Linked DNA regions of Mus musculus: region 2 is linked to region 1. A link is a contact called in public HiChIP or PLAC-seq data. All regions are on one chromosome and are shown on one strand. The core of a region is the stretch at or near the end of the contact, and the rest is flanking DNA. Distances in the headings are between cores, read along the strand shown.

Region 1 (6,207 bases), core at 216-2,715:
AGGACTGATGCCTTTGGCAGGAAGAGTGAAGGTAAGCAGACAAACTATAAAACCTTCCTTCTTCCATGTTCTTTTATGTGGGCTGCTATCAGAAGGCATGGCCTAGGTTTAGAGTGGATCTTCTGACCACAAGCGATCCAGAATCAGGGGGAGTCTTCCTACCTTAGATAAACCAATCAAGGAAAAAAGCCCTTACAAGTATGCCAAGCCTGAATGGTCTTAGTGGATTCTAGATATTTTCAAATTGATGGGCAAGATTTGCCATCACAGGCATTTTGAAGCTTAAAATCTTTTATTATTGCTTCATTTGTCTTGTGTATAATTGTGTATGTGTACATCTATGTGTGTATGTATGCTTCTACCATATATAATACATATACAAATATATAATATTATATATGTATGTCTATTATATATGCATGTGTTTGTGTGGGAATAGGAAGGTAAGTGCCTTGAGCATGTAGATGGAGGTACACATATGTGCCTGTGATCTTCCTGTGGAAACCGGAGATCAACGCTGAGTGTTTCTCCACTTTATTTTTTCAAAGATTTATTTATTATTATACATAAGTACACTGTCCACTTTATTTTTAAGGCAAGGTCTCTCACTGAACATAGACTGGAAGTCTCGAGAGCGCTGTAGAGAACCTACACTAAGTGGTAAGGTTCTATATGTGTCCTGCCATTCCCAGGCATTTAAATGGGCACTAGGGATTTGAACTTATGTCTTCGTGTTTGTATGGCAAGCATTTTACCCCAAACCTCTCCCCAGCTCACACTTTATGTTTAAAGTTGGGTGGTGGGTATTTTGGTGCTCATACACTTTCTTTTTTGATACTTCTCATTCTACTTAAGAGAGTCATGTCTAGGACTTGATGACACTGGATATGAAGATGATTTCGAGGATGAGTTAATCCCACGTCTTCTTTTCACGCTTTTAGAGACGTTAATGAGGAGTGAATTTTTGCACATGTACAGAGACATACACAGACTCCCATAGAACAACGATGAAGTAGTTCTCATGTGGTTGGTTTTTTTTCCCCCTTTCTATACTTAATCTAAAGCTCCCATAAATAATGTTTTAATTAGCTGGTGAGCCTCAATTTCCATTTCCACAGGATGATTTATAGAAAGCAGAGTTCCTGTGTGCAGAGGGATAAACAACACAAGGAAGTCATCTTTGCCCCAGCATCTCCACAAATGCATCCAGCTTGAAAATGGATTTTCATTCAAGGAGCGAGCTGTCTTACAGCCCTACATAAATACTGTGAGCAGGCTTTAGTTGTGGATGGCTTCCAGGGGGAGCTGCCGCACGCTGTGGTGCGTTGGTTTTCCAGGAATAGCCGGGCCGGACCACCCCTTACGCAATAGAGTGTGATGAAACATGCCAGCAGCAAATGACAGCGGCAGAAGGAGCCACATCGGTGGGCTTTCCTCTAGCCGTGGTTTTGCTTGACCACAGTCTGTCTTGACTCTCACTGACTGTTAGTGACGTCAAAGCCAAAGGCCCATGCTAAGAGAGGAACGGAAAATACCTCAAGAGAACATACCGGTTTCTTCACTTACAATTAAGTCATTCAGCTTAATGACAGTACCAAGAATCCCAAGAAAGAATGATAGTTTTTATTTTCATCATTTCAAGAGCACTTGTGCTTCCCCTAAGTATTTTTGTCCTGAAGGGAACAATGACATTTCACCAAGAGAAAGCTTTTTATAAAGTGAAAGACAAGAGAGAAACTTTTTTTTTGTTCCCTCCAGAATTTTATATGCAAGCTCCCAGTGGCCATATTATTTGCTGTATCCCCAGACTTAGAAAGTCAAATTTTATTGTCATTTTTTTTTATAGGAGGGGAGGCCACATTTAGTAAAATAATGAAAAGAACATTTTTTCCAGTAGTCAAATAAAATGGAATCTTAAGACATTTGCCCCAAAGATAGGATGGGTTTTTGGATAACTTGATTCAAGAAAAGGAGACCCAGGCATTTTGAACTGGAGGCATCAGGAGGTTTTATCCTTTCCTTTGGTTTTGATTTGCCTCGCTCATGGAGAATGTGAGCATTAGACACTAATATGTCACTAGAAGAAGGAAGCTGCTACAGTCATTTTTTAAGTCATAGTCAGAAGGCAGGTTTTCCTAGGTCCTCCACCATCCCCAGAGTCACCATCCTTTGATACAAGGACTCTTGAGTCTAAACTTCTTGTCTTGTGTGAGTGAGAGTTAGGCAGAAGGCAGAGACTGGGGGTTAGTTCTCCTTTTTCTTGTTCAATTACTCCTACCCAGATTTACCGTGAATTACCTTAATTAGTTCATTACATTGCTTTTATCTTTTCAGATGGTAGGGATCAGGACACTTATCCATTCTTAATCTAACAAATTCTGTTTGTCTTGGAACAGGTTACCAAGTCTTACATATTTCTTCTTTCTTTTGAAAGGTGGGAGGAATGTGGGAAACAAAATCTGGAGAGGGAAGGACTTTGGGTACTTGGGTCAAGACAGAAGAAACAACATGATGCGTAGAAGTTTAGAAATGCACTTGTTGGCATCTGCAATAGTGTCTGGGTTTGGTGGTTGTTTATGGGATGGATCCCCAGATGTGGCAGTCTCTGGTTGGTTGTTCCTCCAGTCTCTGCTCTGAATTTTGTCTCTGTAATTCCTTCCATGGGTATTTTATTCCTCCTTCTAAGAAGGATCGAAGTATCTAAACTTTAGTCTTCTTTTATAGCTGTCTCCTGAGAGGCTCTGCCAGTGCCTGACAAATACAGAAGCAGATGCTCACAGCCATACAGTGGACTGAGCACAGTGTCCCCAATGAAGGAGCTAGAGAAAGAAGGAGGAGAAGGGTTTTGCAGCCCCATAGGAGCAACAACAATATTAACTAACGAGTACCCCCAGAGCTCCCTGGGACTAAACTACCAATCAAAGAAAACACATGGTATAGGACTCATGGCTGTAGTTGCATATGTAGCAGAGGATGACCTAGTCGGTCATCAATGGGAGGAGAGGCCCTTGGTCCTGTGAAGGTTCTATGCCCCAATATAGGGGAATGTCAGGGCCAGGAAGTGGGATTGGGTGGGTTGGTGAGCAGGGGGAGGAGGAAGGGGATTTTCAGAGGGGAAACTAGGAAAGGGGATTACATTTGAAATGTAAATAAAGAAAGTATCTAATAATAATGAAAAAGAAGTTTAGAAATGCATGGTGTGACTATGTATGCACACACACACACACACACACACACACACACGAATAATTATGGAAGTGAATGTGTTATGTATTTAGTGTTGGAGGGGGCAGCTGCTGTCCTTTGGTTCCTGGATCCAGAGTGCTCTACATTGTACAGATAGACGCCTCTGACAGCATCCTGCCACTCTGCAAGTGCACAGTCCCCTTCTGTGGAGGAACAGGCCAAGGAAACAAACTGAATCGAGGGATTACATCTTGTAATTTTTGTCCTTGCGCTTGGAGTCCTTGTGGCATGAACAGTCATTGACTCATTTGGTGCCACCGATGTTGGGATTTTTACAGTGGGCTCTGACTGGCAAAAGAATCCAGATACCAATGAATCAGTAGAGAGGTGAGTAGGAGCAGAAGAAGATGGTGAGCTCATAATTTGTTCAGACTATAAGAGTCATGCCTAAGGTAGCATATGTGCATGCTACAAAAACCCAAATACAACCCTTATGTGCTGGTGGGCAAACTATCAAGACCTAATAGTCTCCTAGTGGTCTTGCTGTTTTCTCCACTGACCTGTCTTTGAAAAAGATGATGTTTTATCTTTACAGCCTATGTTGGCATATTTGAATCGCTTGGTGATGGCGATAAATCACTGGTCCTCCATCCGTTTTGCCCTTTCCCTGTGGAACTAAGACATCAACTTGAATGAGTGATGGTCTTCGCATGTAGCATCTTGCTACCCAAGAAGGACTCATTGGTTTTTAATCATTCATTTCAAAACACTGACAGGTCGGGAGCAGAGTGGTCAACAGATGTTTCCAATCCTGGGCCCTTGGTTTACTATGGCACAGGCACTTTGGTTTTCCTGGCTGCTGGATGGACCGTCCTTTCCTGGGCTTGTCAGCCTTAGCACTGACTAGTGATTTGTGTTGGGCTATTAAGCATGAAAAAAAAAAAAAAAGCAACAGTCCCCCCCCCCCAGGGGAAAGAATAGATAAAGTGTCTCTGAATAAACACTAGAAGGGCCTTATGACTTTTAAAAAATACGATATTATTATTGTTGTTATATTATTTCATTTTTATTACTTTTATTTTTTACAGTCCAGTCATTGCCCCATCCTGGTCTGCCCTTTCACAGTTCTTTATCTCACTCCTCTTAACCCCTGTCTCCAAGAGGGTGTGCCCCACCTCCTCCCACCAGGCCTCCTCACTCCCTGGGGCCTCAAGTCTCTGGAAGGTTAGGCACATCTTCTCCCACTAAGGCCAGACCAGGCAAACCTCTGCTGTAGATGTGTCTGAGACCTCAGACCTTGGACCAGCTCCTGTATGCAGCCTGGTTGGTGGCACAGTATCTGAGAGATCTCAGGGATCCAGGTTAGTTGAGACTGCTGGTCTTCCGATGGGGTTGCCCTCCTCCTCAGCTTCTTTCAGGCTTTCCCTAATTCAAGCACAGGTGTAAGTATCTGCTTTTATCTCATTCAGTCGCTTGTTGGGCTTCTCACAGGACAGCCATGCTAGGCTCCTGTCTGTAAGCACACTATAGCATCAGTAATAGTGTCAGGCCTTGGAGCCTCCCCTTGAGATGGATCCCAAGTTGGGCTGGTCACTGGACCGACCATCTTTCCTTCAGTCTCTTCTTCATTTATGTCCCTGCAGTTCTTTTAGACAGGAACAATTCTGGGTCAGGGCTTTATGACTTTTAAAAGCTGGCTTGGGGAAGTTTCACTTAACAGCGCTTGGGAGACCCTTCCGAGTGGAAGAGATCATGGGTCATGATGTAACAATTCCCTTGATATATAGTGTGGCGAACCAATGCTTATTTGTATATGTCTCAGCTATTTTAGATGAGATGAGGTTCTCGACTTCTTGAGGCAGAGTCCTTGCTGAAGACAGATAAACTGCCACCCCGAATGGCAAATTAGGAAGATGAAGGAGCAGGGCAGGCTATTCTGGAGCGTATACCCAAAGTATCTCATGCAATCTTCTCATAATTGGTTCAGATTGCATGGTGAGTAGCTGAAAGAAAGATTGTACAACCACTCTGGAAATCAGTCTGGCGGTTCCTCAGAAAATTGGACATAGTACTACAGGAGGATCCCGCAATACCTCTCCTGGGCATATATCCAGAAGATGTCCCAACCGGTAAGAAGGACACATGCTCCACTATGTTCATAGCAGCCTTATTTATAATAGCCAGAAGCTGGAAAGAACCCAGATGCCCCTCAACAGAGGAATGGATACAAAAAATGTGGTACATTTACACAATGGAGTACTACTCAGCTATTAAAAAGAATGAATTTATGAAATTCCTAGGCAAATGGATGGACCTTGAGGGCATCATCCTGAGTGAGGTAACACAATCACAAAAGAACTCAAATGATATGTACTCACTGATAAGTGGATATTAACCCAGAAACTTAGTATACCCGAGATATAAGATATAATTTGCAAAACACATGAAACTGAAGAAGAACGAAGACCAAAGTGTGGACACTTTGTCCCTTCTTAGAATTGGAAACAATCACCCATGGAAGGAGTTACAGAGACAAAGTTTGGAGCTGAGACAAAATGATGCACCATCTAGAGACTGCCATATCCAGAGATCCATCCCATAATTAGCCTCCAAACGATGACACCATTGCATACACTAGCAAGATTTTGCTGAAAGGACCCTGATATAGCTGTCTCTTGTGAGACTAGGCTGGGGCCTAGCAAACACATAAGTAGATGCTCACAGTCAGCTATTGGATGGAGCACAGGGCCCCCAATGGAGGAGCTAGAGAAAGTATCCAAGGAGCTAAAGAGATCCGCAATCCTGTAGGTGCAACAACATTATGAACTAACCAGTACCCCGGAGCTCTTGACTCTAGCTGCATATGTATCAAAAGATGGCCTAGTCGGCCATCACTGGAAAGAGAGGCCCATTGGACACGCAAACTTTATATGCCCCAGTACAGGGGAATGCCAGGGCCAAAAATTGGGAATGGGTGTGTAGGGAAGTGGGGGGAAGGGTATAGGGGACTTTTGGGATAGC
Region 2 (6,502 bases), core at 2,142-4,641, 560 kb after region 1:
GAATCTAATTAGATGGTGACTTCCTTATCTTTCCTATTTTGTATTAATTTCTGACAGGGCTTTGATTTCAAAATGAATCTATCTTTTTTTTCTTCAGTTTCCCTGGAAACCAACAAATCCCATGTTTTACTCCTTTGGGTGAGAAAACCCATTTGTTGGGAAAAATGCCACTTAGGAAATTAAAATTATAAAGCCCTAAAGAAGGCTATTTTCCAACAGCAATCAATTTGGTGTGTGTCATTCAGAGAGTTTTCTAGAAATTTGCTTCTGAACAGCTGAGTCAACGTTGCGTTATTTCAGAGCTAGGACACTTCGTACTGTGGAGGACCCAGCCAGCAGTCTGTCTGAGCTTGCTTTCTCAAACTGGTTAACTCATACAACACAAAATGCATGTTCCATACTCCAGTGAGATGAATCACTTGTTAAATTAAAAATAGTATTTTGCTAGCCATTTATTTTAAATCAGGGATACAAATAATCCGAGTAGTTTTCACTTCTGTTTTCAAAACCATGCTTCTTGTGAGACCGTGTCTCCAGTGTATGCAGAAAGCCTCCTGTCTGGCGCACAACCATGTGAAGGGCCTTCTCAGAAGCTATTCTTTACAAAAGTCTCATTGTGCTTATTTAAGAAAGGAATATAATTACTCAATAGTGTTACAGACTAGTTTATGGAATTACAGAGTAGAAATTATTCTATTAAAGAAAACCTCCAAAGTCAGCTTTATGAATCGCTGTATCTAAATGATTGTGTACATTTAGTTCATCATTAATGAATTGATTTTATTTTAAGTTTTACTAGGTATACAGATGTGCCTGTTACTAACAAATAACTAAATGTAGGCTCTCAAGCAATGTAAATATAAACCTTCAAAATTCTTACCCATTTTGTGATCTCTCTCTCTCTCTCTCTCTCTCTCTCTCTCTCATACACACACACACACACACACACACACACACACACACACACACACATATGACTTCAAAACTATCTAAAACTATCTAACCAATTTCCAATTAGCATTAAGGCTTGCCTACACAAGATGAATCTCATATCTGACACTATTACTAGGGCCAAGAACCTGTGACTAAGCCATACGTCCCAAGGGAGAGTTGGACAATATTCTGCTAAATATGCATGCTATTAAACAGACCTCTGTTGACTTATTGTTATACCCAAAGATTAGTGTATTTAATCCTCATCAGAGAAGTGTCTTCTTACAATATATTGAAGTTAGGACAAATACCCCATGACACATCAAGGAGTAAAGAACAAAAGACTGCAGAATGTTCAGCTCTAAATGGGACATCGATATCATACCCCTCCTCCAAAGGTTCAGGAACTCAGGAAGCATAAGGGGGAAGAAGTGGAAGAGACAGACAGACAGACTGACAGACAGACAGACAGACAGACAGTTTTATTTAACAGTGTGGTCCCTGTTAAGTCAATCACAGTCTAGTGGAAATCTACACACCCAAGAGTATATCAGTAGCTTAAATTGTTCTTGATGTGTTTCTAAAAGAGAACACAGGGTTGCTTGGGTGGGGAAAGGTATTGGACGTGGCAGGGGTTATAAAGGTGGTGTAGATAATCAAAACACATTTTGTGAAATTTTCAAATGATTTAAAATTTCAAAAATTGAGAAATTAAGAGAGTAATTTGGAATGAAGATAGTTACCTGTAAAACATCAATATATTTGTGAGAATACGTACTTGACTAAACACAATTGAGCAAGAAAAACAGTGTGCCATTAACTGAAAGGGAATGAAACGGACTTTAAAATAAAATGCCACTGGATTTCAGTGGTTGACAGAATGTTTGGGTGTAAATATCTATATAACAGAAAGAATTTCAAGAAGGGAAATGTTAGGATTTTGTGGATATGCTTGAAAGAAATATAAGAAGAGTTCCAAGGACAGTCTGCTTATTTATGCACAGATAGAGCCTCTTAGCTAGCACATGCTCAGGGAACCTGGCAGAAGAGGTGATGGAGACATTGCAAGAGACAGCATTCTCCAAGGGGTAGGGAGCATGGTAGGGGAGGAGTGGGAGCATGAGTGTGATCAAGAAATGTTACACAGACTTCTCTAAGGATTAATAAAAATAAACTGTTTCAAAAAGACATTTAGAGAACAAAAGTACACCTCGAACAATAACAAATTATAGAGCATGAGCCCCCCCAAAATGAGGATTGGGATTCAAATTAAATTGTGGGCAGGTGTGGTTGAAAGATGAATGCTATTTATTTATTTATTTATTTATTTATTTATTTATTTATAAATAACTGGATTGCAAAGGGAACAAGGATGGACCCAGCGTGCTACCAAGGTGGCGTGTTTAAGGTGAGGATAGATTTTTTCATCAATATAAGAACTTGAATAGAGAACTGCCTCTATCAGTTCAGTTCTGGCCTCCAAATGTACTGTGGCATGCCCACATTCACAGACAAAGACAGACAGACAGACAGATAGACACACACACACACACAAAGACACACAGACACACACACACAAAGACACACAGACACACAGACAGAAAGACACATAGACACACACACACACACACACACGCACACACACACATGGCCATAGACAAATAAAGGAAATAACTGGATAGAGAGAACTGCCTCGTTCAGTTGTCCTCTGTTCTTTGAATGCACCATGGCATGTACACACCCACACATATATAGGGTCACACTCACAAAAAAGTAAAATATTCAATATTTTTAAAAAAACTTGAAAAGTTTCCCAAAGTCTTTCATTTTGTGAAGATAATATTTCTTTCTAATAGCACATTTGTGGCAGCTGTGCTCTTAGCTAGAACTGGTGAAAACTGAAAGCTTTTCATTCTATTCTCTTTGGAGGTGATTCTTTATTTCATCTCAACTTAGATCCAATCTCCATTCTATTAGGATTTGTAACTCTCACACTTCGTACTTTGTTAACTGTGCTCATTGATGCGTTGTTGGTCTATTTCTGTCTACTTGAGGACTGGAGTTTCTGTGTGTGTTCAGGCACCATTTAGTAGCTAACTGAAGAAATGTCCAGAAATTGACTTGGATTTTTTTTTAAGTTACCCATTGCCACATAATATTGCCGCTGATATATTCATGCTTAAGAACAATAATTGCAATGTCCTAAGCCAAAAAATTATCCAGGTCTTATGCATATATGTTTTCCATAACTGTTTTTCCCTCTGCTTGGTCCTTCTTTGCTTTATATCAGTGTCTATGAGACGACAGCTCATATAAAGTGCAGCAGTTAACTTCCTACTACTCTGAGAGGCTATTTTCTCCTGTTGAAGGAGGAAAAAAGAAGACCACAGGATATTTTACAATTTCCAGCTTTTCTTGTAAAGGAAGAACTTAAAAGAAGCATTCTTCACCACTGTGCACCAGAGAGGAAATAATGTTGAGAAACTGTGAGCTTTTGAGGCATTTAGCAATGACCTCTACAGAAGTAAAGACGAGAAAAAAAATATGAAAAAGACTACTTGGATTTGAGATATGCTAGGAAATGTACCAAGAAGGAAAAGGGACAAGAACAGCAGGTATAATTCAGTAAGATTTAGAGAAAAAAATCTGACTTGTCCAAATTCTCATGAATCAAACAATGAGGTTCCATGGGACTTTTCCATTCAAGGTACTTATAATAAACAAACAGACTATAAAAATGAAAAGGAGGAGGGGGAGAAAGAAAAAAGAGAGAGGGAGAAAATAAAGGGCAATTGTGCCCAAGTCTGATCATCCGAAGATCCCAGGGATTCATGTGGGGATCCAGGAGAGTGAGAACCCCCACAAGCTACATTCTACCTGTACCTTTATGCTGTAATATGCACACATGCCTGTGTACACACATCCACACAAATAAACACAAATCAATCTCCTTTTAAAGTTTTAAAAAAGAGGGAAGAGGGGAAGGCTGAGTAAACGCAGGTAGTTGTCATCAAGTCTGATGGATGTCCTGAGTTTGATAGCAGAGCCCCACATGATCGAAGGAGGAAGCCAACTTCTTCAAGCTGTGCTCTCATTTCCATATTCACGCCTGAGGCTTGAAGTTCACAATTCTCTTTTAGTTTAAAATTAAAATAATGATAATGAAATAAAGCAGTTAGAAAGAGGGGGACTCCTTCTGCTGTCATTGTTTGAGCTTGCTGTCAGCAGAATCGGTCCGCTGTGGCATCGTGAACAGCCCAATCATTCCAACTGAGGCTATGCAAAGCCATGCAACATTTAGAACTTTGAGCAAGGTCTCTGCTTTCAGCAGAGTTTCCCTATAGGTTTCTACCTTTGCAATTTTCTTTAAAAAGTAGACTTAACCTCAGAATACCTCCACTCTGGGCGTTGCACACAGACTGTGGTTCTGCAAAATATTCCATTAAGCTGAAAAAGGGATATTGCAGTCACTGAAAAATGTCATAGAGTGTTATCTTCTTTTACTTAAATACCATATCTCCAAGGATCATAGAAGCGAGGAGAATTCCATAATCCAGTTTCAAAGGGGCATAGAATTGGTTCACCAGAGACAGTAAAGGAGGCATAAATCAGGGTTTCTGGTGAGGTACCAGAGGGTCACTCTTCAACCTTGCCTCAAATTATGTGGTCAGGTTCTCCCTATGTCAGGGACTCCTCAACTTATGTCCTCACCTTTGAAACAGTGTGTGCCACTGACATCTAACCTGAGTTGTCGAATAGACTCATGCAGACCCGTCTATACCTTACACCTATCACATGTACGTGGGTATGCATGTACAAACATATTTCCATGTACATAAATATGTATCCACCAATGTTCAGGCTCCCTTCAAAATGTGAATCTTAACTCAATGATGAAGGGCAAGATATAAATCACTGTATGTTAAAACAAATAAAGACGAACAAACAAAAACAAGTAATCTGAAGTACTCCAAACAGTAGCCAAGGCTGGAAGACCACTGGTAGTTGCATAATAGTCAACAGAACACAGCATCATAACAGCATACTATGTAAAATAAGTTAATAACATCTATGTTGTCCCCATTCCAAGCCACAGAAAGTCGATTTTGTAAAAGCGTAGAGTTTGTGAATATGGGACAAGGAAGTAGATAAAAGACCTGAAACAGGAGGTGTGTTAAATGTCTGTTTCTCAGATATGGATCCTTATAACTTCAAGTACACACAATACTGCAACCAAAATACCAGCTTATTCTTGATTCACAATAGTTGATAACCAAATGTCTCAACATACAAGAATAAGCCACTCATGAACGTTTGCATAAGGAGATGGAAATCAACGTAAAATAGTGTTAAGAGCACACAAAAGGTTTGCATGCAGACCCACAAGGACAGAGAAAAAGTGGTTAGTGTCATTGGAAAAGAAGAACATTTAGGAAACACTGAACTGAAGCTCACTGTGCCGACTTCGGTACTGTGAGATCTCTGAGTCTTTGCATGTCAGTCAGTTCTTCTGTTGAAGTTGCTTTTTTTTTTTAACCATTACACAGGCTTTTTTAAAAATGTGATTTATTTGTATTCTTTTTAAGTTGTGTGTATGTGTACATGTGTCTCTATGTATGCATATGAGTACAGTATTGTGGAGGTCAGAAGAGGGCATCATATCCTCTGGAGCTGGAGTTACCAATGGCTCTGAGTCACCCAGCATGGGTTAATGAAACTGAACTCAGGTCTTCACCAGGAAGTACTCTTAAGTGCTGAGCCATCTTTCCAGTTCTGACCTCACAGCCTTTAATGGCTAGGTTACATGTCACTTTTCTTTTTCATGTATTTTTTCCCATCTTAATACAGAGAGCTGTGCTTCATTTATATTGCCAAACATACTTTTTTATAGCTTACTACATTGTATTTTGGGCTTTCCAATAAGGTCCTGGTGTGTCTGTCTGCTTCCCCCCCCCCCCCCACAAGAGAGTGTTTAAAGGCTTTAACTTTCTGGGTTAAACTTAATTTAGAAATGAGAGAGTAAAATGAGTATGTTTTCACTTTCAAATGAAGGCATTAATGCATGTGCATGATGGAGCTGGAAGAAGAAATGCCAGTATGTAGAGTTTTCTGCATAAACTGGAAAATAATAAGTAAATACTGTGAATGAAATTGGAGTTTTATTAGCAAAAATATGACTAGATTAGAGGTCTCTTTTGATATTAAAAGGTAATAAATGTTCAAGATGGGTTAGTAAGGGTTTTATTTTATTTTTTCAGGAGATCAGGAGGAAGATTATAAAAAGCCAGAGAATAGTATGCCAGATACTAGCTGCTAGACATGACAAGGATGCTACACCCATGAAATATCAATAATATGGTTGGGTAAATAAGGTTTAATAATGACAACACCAGCTGACAAGCCACCGTGTGTGGAGAAATTTCACAAGGCAACACCCTGAGATGAAGATTTACAAACGGTTAGGAGACAGACACCCCATCTTCTCCATAAAGAGGCATCCCAAGAGGTCAGCCCTAAACACTAAATACATAGTAAATACCATTGATATATATATATATATATGTGGAAG

Evidence for each region. HiChIP or PLAC-seq counts read pairs in DNA pulled down with a chosen protein or histone mark.
Region 2: an H3K27ac HiChIP or PLAC-seq map of acute myeloid leukemia shows a contact between it and region 1, with 6 times the contacts expected there. The contact joins two enhancer-like sites. A contact is called at or near these places in 1 of 115 datasets of contacts at active chromatin or transcription factors (acute myeloid leukemia) and 1 of 9 other capture datasets (macrophages).

The regions. Positions count from the first base shown.
Region 1 is chr11:110,641,291-110,647,497 of GRCm38.p6, forward strand. No RefSeq gene overlaps it. Among named protein-coding and RNA genes, the nearest start is that of Gm46300, 93 kb to the left of the region's middle. Within about 2 kb of position 1,466, at least 33 of the 459 cell types and tissues checked have an H3K27ac peak or open chromatin away from gene starts, as enhancers often do. A contact at or near this core is called in acute myeloid leukemia, where this site is marked.
Region 2 is chr11:111,197,325-111,203,826 of GRCm38.p6, forward strand. No RefSeq gene overlaps it. Among named protein-coding and RNA genes, the nearest start is that of Kcnj2, 130 kb to the left of the region's middle. Within about 2 kb of position 3,392, at least 10 of the 459 cell types and tissues checked have an H3K27ac peak or open chromatin away from gene starts, as enhancers often do. A contact at or near this core is called in acute myeloid leukemia, where this site is marked.